Regions from separate parts of the Ovis aries genome. Here region 1 is linked to region 2. A link is a contact called in public Hi-C data. All regions are on one chromosome and are shown on one strand. Each heading gives the region's core, a stretch centred on a gene start, on an enhancer-like site or on the middle of the called end of the contact. The rest is flanking DNA. Distances are from core to core; before and after follow the strand shown. Region 1 holds the start of CHN2 (chimerin 2). Region 2 overlaps CHN2 (chimerin 2).

The links. Hi-C and Micro-C count contacts between places; a contact is called where the count stands out from the background.
Region 1: a Hi-C map of liver shows a contact between it and region 2, with 4 times the contacts expected there. The contact joins the promoter of CHN2 here to the enhancer-like site in region 2. A contact is called at or near these places in 6 of 16 Hi-C or Micro-C datasets (hypothalamus, liver, omental adipose tissue and 2 more).

The regions. Positions count from the first base shown.
Region 1 is chr4:68,515,714-68,519,749 of ARS-UI_Ramb_v3.0, forward strand. It overlaps CHN2 (chimerin 2), which reads right to left and starts at 1,516. Exons shown (of 13, transcript XM_004007934.5): 1 at 1,301-1,516. The coding sequence starts at 1,349.
Region 2 is chr4:68,370,777-68,375,073 of ARS-UI_Ramb_v3.0, forward strand. All of the region lies in intron 1 of CHN2 (chimerin 2), which reads right to left. Among named protein-coding and RNA genes, the nearest start is that of CHN2, 140 kb to the right of the region's middle. Within about 2 kb of position 2,170, at least 6 of the 54 cell types and tissues checked have an H3K27ac peak or open chromatin away from gene starts, as enhancers often do. A contact at or near this core is called in liver, where this site is marked.

The DNA.
Region 1 (4,036 bases), core at 266-2,765, 140 kb after region 2:
CACTGCGCTTTTCATCAGTTGATAATGATCAAAAAAGGAAGTGCCATTTCACTGGAACTAAAACCTGCCAAAAAAGATAATAGATGACTTTCAAGTAATCACCTTGTTCCATGTCACAACTGCACCTTAGTCAAAGCACCTTGCATTCATGATTTAATTAGTCACACATCTAGAGATAGGGTTCCTTATTGCCTGGCTTGCTGTCCAATGCCTCCAATAGAACGTTTCTTTCTCTGAGTTTAATTTTTGGAGTAATAATTTAAAGTGGACACACAATAGAAATTAATACAATATTGATATATTGAGTATTTCCATTAGGACTTCAAGACCTTCTTGACCCTTGAATACTGTAAACTACAGTAAATGTCTTGTCAGCTATCCCTTTAGGGTTTGTCATTAAAGTTTTCAATGACCAGAGCGGTAGAAGCATTCTACCTAATGCATCATCCTGATTAGAAACCTGTCATACTCAGAATCCAGAGGGTCTGCTGCTATTGATTCCTCTCCTTCAGATTCATTAGCGATTTCTTCTCTTCAATTAGACCCGCTGATCAACCATAGAAAAGCTGAAAGAAGCCCTTCCTTTGCTCAGCCACACTTGAAAGAAAAAAAAAAAATGTATGCCGGGAAAGTAAAATTACCAAATGTATTCTAAGAGGCCACAGAGGGAAATCACATACACACATACATACGCACACTTGAAACTGGGCAAGTGGTCAGAGGCTGGGCTTGACCGCCGGTCTCTTAACTTCAACCCTAACCAGAATGACAGAATCCCTGAATTATCCCTATCTCAAGCTCATACACCAAGCGTGCGTCTACACGGAGCTAATTTCTGAAACAAACAAAGAAAATGAAGTATGCGAAGAGCGAGGGTTTGCTCCCCCTTGCCTTGAATCTGGGCATCCAGTGGAATGGGCACCGCACAGCCAGAGGGTCCGGGCGCCCAGCGGCACCCTCACCTTCCCCGACCCGCCAGCCCTGGTTCAGTGGCGCTAGAAAGTGCGAGCCCGCCCTGCTCGCCTCGCTTCTTGCCTGCTGCTCCACAAATCCCCAACACCCCTACTTCTGCACACCAAGGGCGCCCCCGCTCTCCCACCTCTGCGCTGTCAGACTCCAGGCGCGAAGGTGCAGTGGGCGCCCAAGGGTGCCGGCCAGCCAAACAAGTGTCACAGCGGCCCTCACTCCGGGAGAGCGGGCAGAACGGCCACAGGTAGGCTCTCTCCATCCCAGAGTGCGGGGCGCGGGCAGGGGACGAGACACCCAGCGGGGCAGCCGCTCCCGATGGGCTGAAACTCACCGGAGGACACCGAGGAGCCGGACAGGCTGGAGTTGCTGGACGCTGCCATCTCCGTGCGCCCCGCGCGACGCTTCTCGCTCAGCCCCGGAGCGGACGCCGCCGCCGCTGCCCTGGCCCGGCCGCTCGCAGCCTCCGCGGCCCCCAGCCCATGGCAAAGTCCAGGGGACGCGCAGAAAGCACCAGCCTCCGGACTCTGCCTGCACTTCCTGCTCCGCCAGATGACGCGCTGCTGCCGCCGCTATTTATTTGTGGTTTCCGTCCCTCTCGGCGCCTTCGCACGCTGTTCTCCGGGTGTCGGGGGGTAGGTGGGAGCCGAGGGAGGCCGAGGGGCGGCCGGAGCGGACAAATCGTGCCTCCAGCCCAGCCCCAGCTGCGGGCCGCGCTTCCCAGCGCGCGGCTGGAACCCGGGCTCGCGGGCGGCCCACAGCCGCTCCACCAGCTCCCCGCACCCTCCCCGTGGGCTCCCTCCTCCCCGGCCGCACTTCAAGCTGCCCGGGCAAAGGCAGCGGGAGACAGACCGACAGAGCGACCTCCCCCTTCTCCCTCCGCCCCAACTCCTCTCGCGCGCACACAAAGGAAGGAGAGGAGACGCGGGAGCTCCGGGGCTGGCTCAGCGGCTGCGAGCTTGACAGCTCCTGCGACGGGGGCTGCAGGAGACGGCTATGGACTGCTGGGCGGGGGTAACACTGGCCCCAGAAGCCGGACCCAGCGGTGCCAGAGAGGCCGCGGGGGGCCGCGGGGCGAGCGTGGCGGCGGTGCGCAGCGCTGCTCCAAGGGTTTGAGGGCGCCCCGAGTGGGGCGCGGGGGAAGGTGGTGGGTCGCGGCGCCCCTGGCCAGACTAAGGAGCAGCGAGACAGCCCGGGTGGGATGCAGAGGATGAAGGCGGGGTCACTAAGGACACGAAGCTAGGGAGAAGGGGGCCTGGGATGCCAGAGAGGCTGTGGAGCGCTCCTTCCACTCCCCTCGAAATTGTCCTTTGTTGCTCTGGAGCCGAGGATCCCTGCCCTGCAAGAAGGTGCGTTTCCTAAAAGACCCTCAAAACACTCCGCAAGCCAGTCGGGCTGCACTTAAGTACCCCAGCCACCGGACTGCTCGACAGGACCACTGGGCTTTTCAGATGGGCCTTCAAAGAAATAGAGACGTCCCAGATATGTCATCAGGCCCACACAAAGCCAGCAGTCAAACAGAAAGGTTCTCAGCCTGTGTCTTGCAAAGGAGCCTCACAAAAGACCTAAGACTTGGCAGCAGGTCCAACTGTGCGCTAAGCAACTGCTTAGGTGTGTGAGAGAAAGAGGCTCCAGCACAAGGTGTGTACCTTACCCCTGTATTTAAAGCTAAATTAATTTCACTGGGAGGAAATATCATGCCAATTTTTTAAAGTCTATTTCACGCTCCCAGCAGGGTAATCAGTTCTTTCATTCCTGAAGCCACAGAAAACTGTGAAATTTGAACAGAAATTGTTAGATCAAAGGAAAAAGCAAACATTAAAGGGATGAACGTACTCTCATTATGTAGCAAAGTGGAAAGTGTTCACATTGGAGTAGTTCAGTGTTTAAAAACACGGTTAAAAGGACAAGGTCAATTTAAAAATGATCAGGAGTGACACAGGAACAGCAGCCAGTCCTAGGGGGTCCGCCTCAACCAAGCACCTAACACACGGTGAATAAATGTTGAATAATCACCATATGCACCCATGTAACATTTTCTAGTTGATTTAAACTATTTTTTTTTTTTGAATGCCCTCCAGGATACCATCCCAGTGTATGTTCCCAATGGGGCTCAATTTTTTTTTTTTCTTATGGACTTCCCTCATGGCTCAGACAGTAAAGAAATCTGCCCACCATGTGGGAGACCCAGGTTCAATCCCTGGGTAGGGAAGATCCCCTGGAGAAGGAAATGACAACCCACTCCAGTATTCTTGCCTGGAGAATCCCATGGACAAAGGATCCTGGTAGGTTACAGTCCATGAGGTTGCAAAGAGTCGGACACAACTGAGCAACCAACACTAACAGAATACCATCCCAGTGACATTCCCATTAAGGCAGCTTGCTGAATAGTTGACAGCTCTTGAGTACTCTCCAGTCACACAGGACTAAGTCTTCCTGACCCTCATCTACGTGGTACTTGAAACATCCCTGCCTGGTATAAGGAGAGCCAAGCACCCCCTCTCCCTCCCCTCTTCCATTTTTCTTTTTTGTGTGATGCAACCTTGATGCAGTTTACTGTGGTGCTCTTCAAAGACATACGGCCCATCAAAACCTTGACCACTCTATCAGAATGTAACTTCCAGTTATTTTTTCCAGAGTTCTTCTGATCAAAGGCATCATCTTCCTCTCTGACTAGTGATCTGTGTATCCCTCCAGATCTTTAGCTGGTGGACTGTCTAACTTGGCTATGTCACCTAAGTAGGGTTGTCTCTCTCTGGGCTTGGAAGGAGACAACACCTGGACTCAAACTCTGGTTCTGCCACTTATTAGCTATGTGACCTCAAGCGAATGACTCACATTCACTGAGCTTCAGTTTCTCCACCTGCAACCATACTCCTGATAACGTAGGGTGTTGTGAAGATTAAATGAGATATATAAAGCCACAGTACCTGGCCAATAGTCTGTGCTCCATAAGTGATAGTAAATTGTTTACTTGAAAGATTGAATGTATGATTTGAGCAACTTTCGCTTTCTCCATTGCATCTGGAGATAACTGAGGGAACTAATCAGTAGTGGCTTATTCTACCAG
Region 2 (4,297 bases), core at 920-3,419:
CGAGACATAAGGTAGAAACGGGTATGTCATATAGAAAGGGTAGACTGAAAGGTGCTGTTACAATGGAGAGGAGAGAGAGGCTATTTTACTCAGTTACTTCTCTTTTTTCAGTAGAAGATGGCTTTTTAAAATCTTTTCTTGGGATTCCCTGGTAGTCCTGTGGTTAGGACTTAGCATTTTCACTGTAATATAGTTGATGTACAATATTATATAAGTTACAGGTATACAACATAAAATTGTACATTTTTAAAGGCTATAATTCATCTATAGTTCTTATAGCTATAGCTATAAACTGGCTATATTCCCTTTGTTGTACAACATATCCTTATAGCTTATTTTTATACATAATAGTTCGCACCTCTTAATCCTCTACCCCTATCTTGCCCTTCCCCCATTCCCTCTCCCACTACTCAGTTATTTCTTGACCTGAAGGAGATGTCTTCTTCCTTAGAGAAGACAACTTAGGGATGCCTTCAGCCAGCCCTCCACTCTTGCCATTCAGAAAAGCCATTTTCTTCTCCTATTATAATAATACCTTCCCTGTATGTCTTGGGGCTTCCCTAATAGCTCAGTTTGTAAAGAATCTGCCTGCAGTGCAAGAGACCCCAGTTCAATTCCTGGGTCGGGAAGATCCCCTGGAGAAGGGATCAGCTACCCACTCCAATATTCTTGGGCTTCCCTTGTGGCTCAGCTGGTAAAGAATCTGCCTGCAATGCAGGAGACCTGGGTTCGATCCCTGGGTTGGGAAGATCCCTGGAGATGGGAAGGGCTACTCACTCCAGTATTCTGGCCTGGAGAATTCCATGGACAGAGTCCATGGGGTCGCAAAGAATTGGACACGACTGAGTGACTTTCACTTTCACCTTTCCCTTCATGTGTCTTGAGCTTACTCTGGGTATTTGTGTCTCCTCAGATACACAGTGGTGGTGGTAGTGATAGACTAAATTCTCACGAGAACAGCTCATAAATCACAGCCCTGGAAATGTTGCTACTGGCAAGGAAAGAAAGATTTTGCCCAGATTATATTCAGAGTCAAAAAGAGGAACTTCAGAGGAAGTGGGGTCTTCTACCGAGAGTGGGAAGGAATTTTAAGCACCCGTAGATTCTAGATTTGGGAGTAGGTCGCTTAAATACATCAAATCTAATCTTCACGATTTTCTTGAATCATCTGTCCACATCCAACCGTCTATCCACTCATCTCCTCTATCCACTTATCCATCCATCAATTAACCCATCCTTCCAGCAAATACTTATGTGCCAGGCACTGCACTGCATGATAAAGATACCCATGAGCAAGGCAAACTCAGTCCCTGATTCCAAAGTGCCTTCAGTCCAGCAATGAAAGCAAACAAACATTTTGTAAAAAATAATTTCAATAAACTAGAAAAACTGTTATGATAGACAAAGTGCTATTTAAGGAAGCATATAGAGGGGTCTTGCAAGGTAAGTATTTTTATCTCCTAGTGATGAGGAAACTGAGACTCAAAAAATTAAGTAATTTCCCCCAAAGTCACTCATTTCATGGAAAACAATTCAAATCCTGGTCTGTTTTGTTTCAGAGCCAACTGACTTTTCTCCCCATCACCCTGGTCCCATAGAGGAATCAGCAGTGCAGAAGCGAAAGTGAAAATTTCAGTTCTTTCTTATTTTTCTTCTGCTTCAGTGATGTAACATGGTTTGAACATTGAAGAAAGCAGCATTAGAGAAGCAAGAATGCTTAGGACATTATTCCATTTTCTGCCATTTAAAAAAAAACCTAAAAGAGTGAAATCTTACTAACTGGAATCTCTCCTCTCTCTCCTTTCTCCTCTCCTCCCCTCCCTTCCTCTCTCCTTTCTTCCTGTCTATTCTCCCACCGTCCACCTCTGCTCTTCTGCCTCAAGGGTGCTCTATGTATCAGGTTCTATGGGTGATTCTTCCTCAGTTTCACCATCAATGGAAATATTAAGCCCATGCCTAGACCCAGCTTATTAGCAACCAGTCTGGCAACAAATGGGCCCTCTGGTTTAACACCGCCACTCTTCATGACTGGTTCAGTTCACACCAATTGGCACGGTTAATATAATTGTAGTAAGTGATGTCAGGAATGGATATGTCAGCAGCCGCCAGCTCTGGCCACGTCTGCCAGGTCATTGTTGGTTTTACAAGCTGAAACAGAATCAACTGCAGTGAAATCTTCCTTTCAGAGGGCCAGTGGCTAGGCAGTCACCTGTGAAGGAGAGAACCAGTCTGGAACATGGAGAATTTAGAGATTTCTCATGATGGGCAGCTCAAAGAAGGGCAGAAAACTATGCTCTTGTTACTGATGGGAGCTTCTCACCCCAGCTCCACTCTCAGCTCACTGGGTGATTTTCCCCTGCCTGCCCAACCCCAACCCAGATGGACAGGGAATGAATGGGCTGGATGCCCAATCTCCTGGTGGGAGGCTCCAGAATTCCTAAAATTATCTGAGTCCTGGAGCAGCTGCAGTCTCCCCACTGCTGAGTATTCTCTGCACAGAGCTGGTCCACGGGGGCCTGGAGGTGAAAAGGCAGCATGCTGACGCCAGTAGCCCTGGTACAGCCGTCCTTCGCCCCATGACGGAACAAGTGAACCCTTCACCCACCATGGAGTAACTGAATAGCCTCACATGTGTGGGGAGAATTAGAGTGAGTGTATGCCGTATGCCCAAATACACAGTGTTGGTGGGGAAGGCTTCCCCACTCCTGTAATGTGAAACGTGCTCAGTAAGTGAACTCCTTCTGGCCTCTATCAGGGCCTATGTTGTGTCCTGGGGGAGATGGATGCCATTTGTCTCCGGGCTTTGTGCCAGCTCCTGGGAGCACTTCACCTGGAGGTGAACGGCTGCCTTCTGCAGTACCTGGGGGATAGGTAAGCCTACGTAATTCTGGGGTTCAATAATGTGCAAGTCCACCGAGCCAGCCACCCTCCAGCCTGCCCTTAGTAACATAGCTGACACTTCAGCCTCTGCCTGCTTTACTTTGCTCGGCTTCTGTTTGTTTAGAACTGCTAAATACTGGGGATTCCCCCAGCAGAAGGAGGCCTCCATTTTCTTAATGAGCAGATCCTCTTCAAAAAGTTTTTGAATATATAAAATTAGACATATCAATGAATTTATCAGATATCTACTGTCTGCTACGCTTAGTCACTCAGTCGTGTCTGACTCTTTCTGACTCCATGGACTTATTCTTTACCAACTGAGCTATCAGGGAAACCCTCATGGAGTCATTAGCCCGCCAGATTCCTCTGTCTATGGGGATTCTACTACTACTATTTAATTCATTAATTCAGTTAGACACATGTACTTAAAACCAAGTATAACGTAATACACCGATTAAGAGATAGTGCTTTCATCTACTCATATTTCATTGGATAACTTTATGTAATCTCTCTATTTAATCTCTCTATGAATTACTTTGTCGCTCAGTCATGTCTGACTCTTTCTGACCCCATGGACTATACAGTCTATGGAGTTCTCCAGCCAGAATACTGGAGTGAGTAGTCTTTCCCTTCTCCAGGGGAATCTTCCTAAAACAGGGACTGAACCCAGGTCTCCTGCATTGCAGGCAGATTCTTTACCAGCTGAGCCACAAGGGAAGCCCAACAATACTGGAGTGGGTAACCTATCCCTTCTCCAGTAGATCTTCCTGACCCAGGAATAGAACTGCATTGCAGGCGGATTCATTACCAACTGAACTATCAGGGAAGCCCACTCTTTATGTATAACTTTGGCACTTTTGATTCATCTAAGACATTTTTTTCCTAAAGTGCATCATATTCTTCCTTAGTCTTTGCGGAGAAAAAAAGCAAAGATCCATGTGATACAATGTGGCTGCTGGATATCTTCTCCAGCCCCCACCACAAAATCACAACTCATGAGAACAGCTGGCTGTTCATTCATCCTATAAGTGGTCTCTACAACATAATGACTGGCTATGTTATTTTTTCAAGCGATTTTTAAAAAGCCTGTTTATGAAAACTATGAAGGTGCTAAGGAATAAGGTGGCTGATGTGAAAAGCTCTCTAAGATGTTAAGTTTTAAAAGGGAGGCACAGCCAGCCCATTGTTTGCAGAGCACAGAATAGCTCTGGAAGATTCTGCCGGGGTTAAAGTTGTCTGAGGAGGAGGAGAGCTGGGGACTGCGGGTCAGAAGATATGGGAGACTTTGGCCATTAAGTAACCTCTTTAAGAAGGCAAAACTATCATCAATTAAGGTAATTTCAGGTTGACTGTGTCTCTTCCAGAAAGTAGTTGAGGGTGCAAAATAAAGCAACTGAGAGAAGACCATCTACATGAG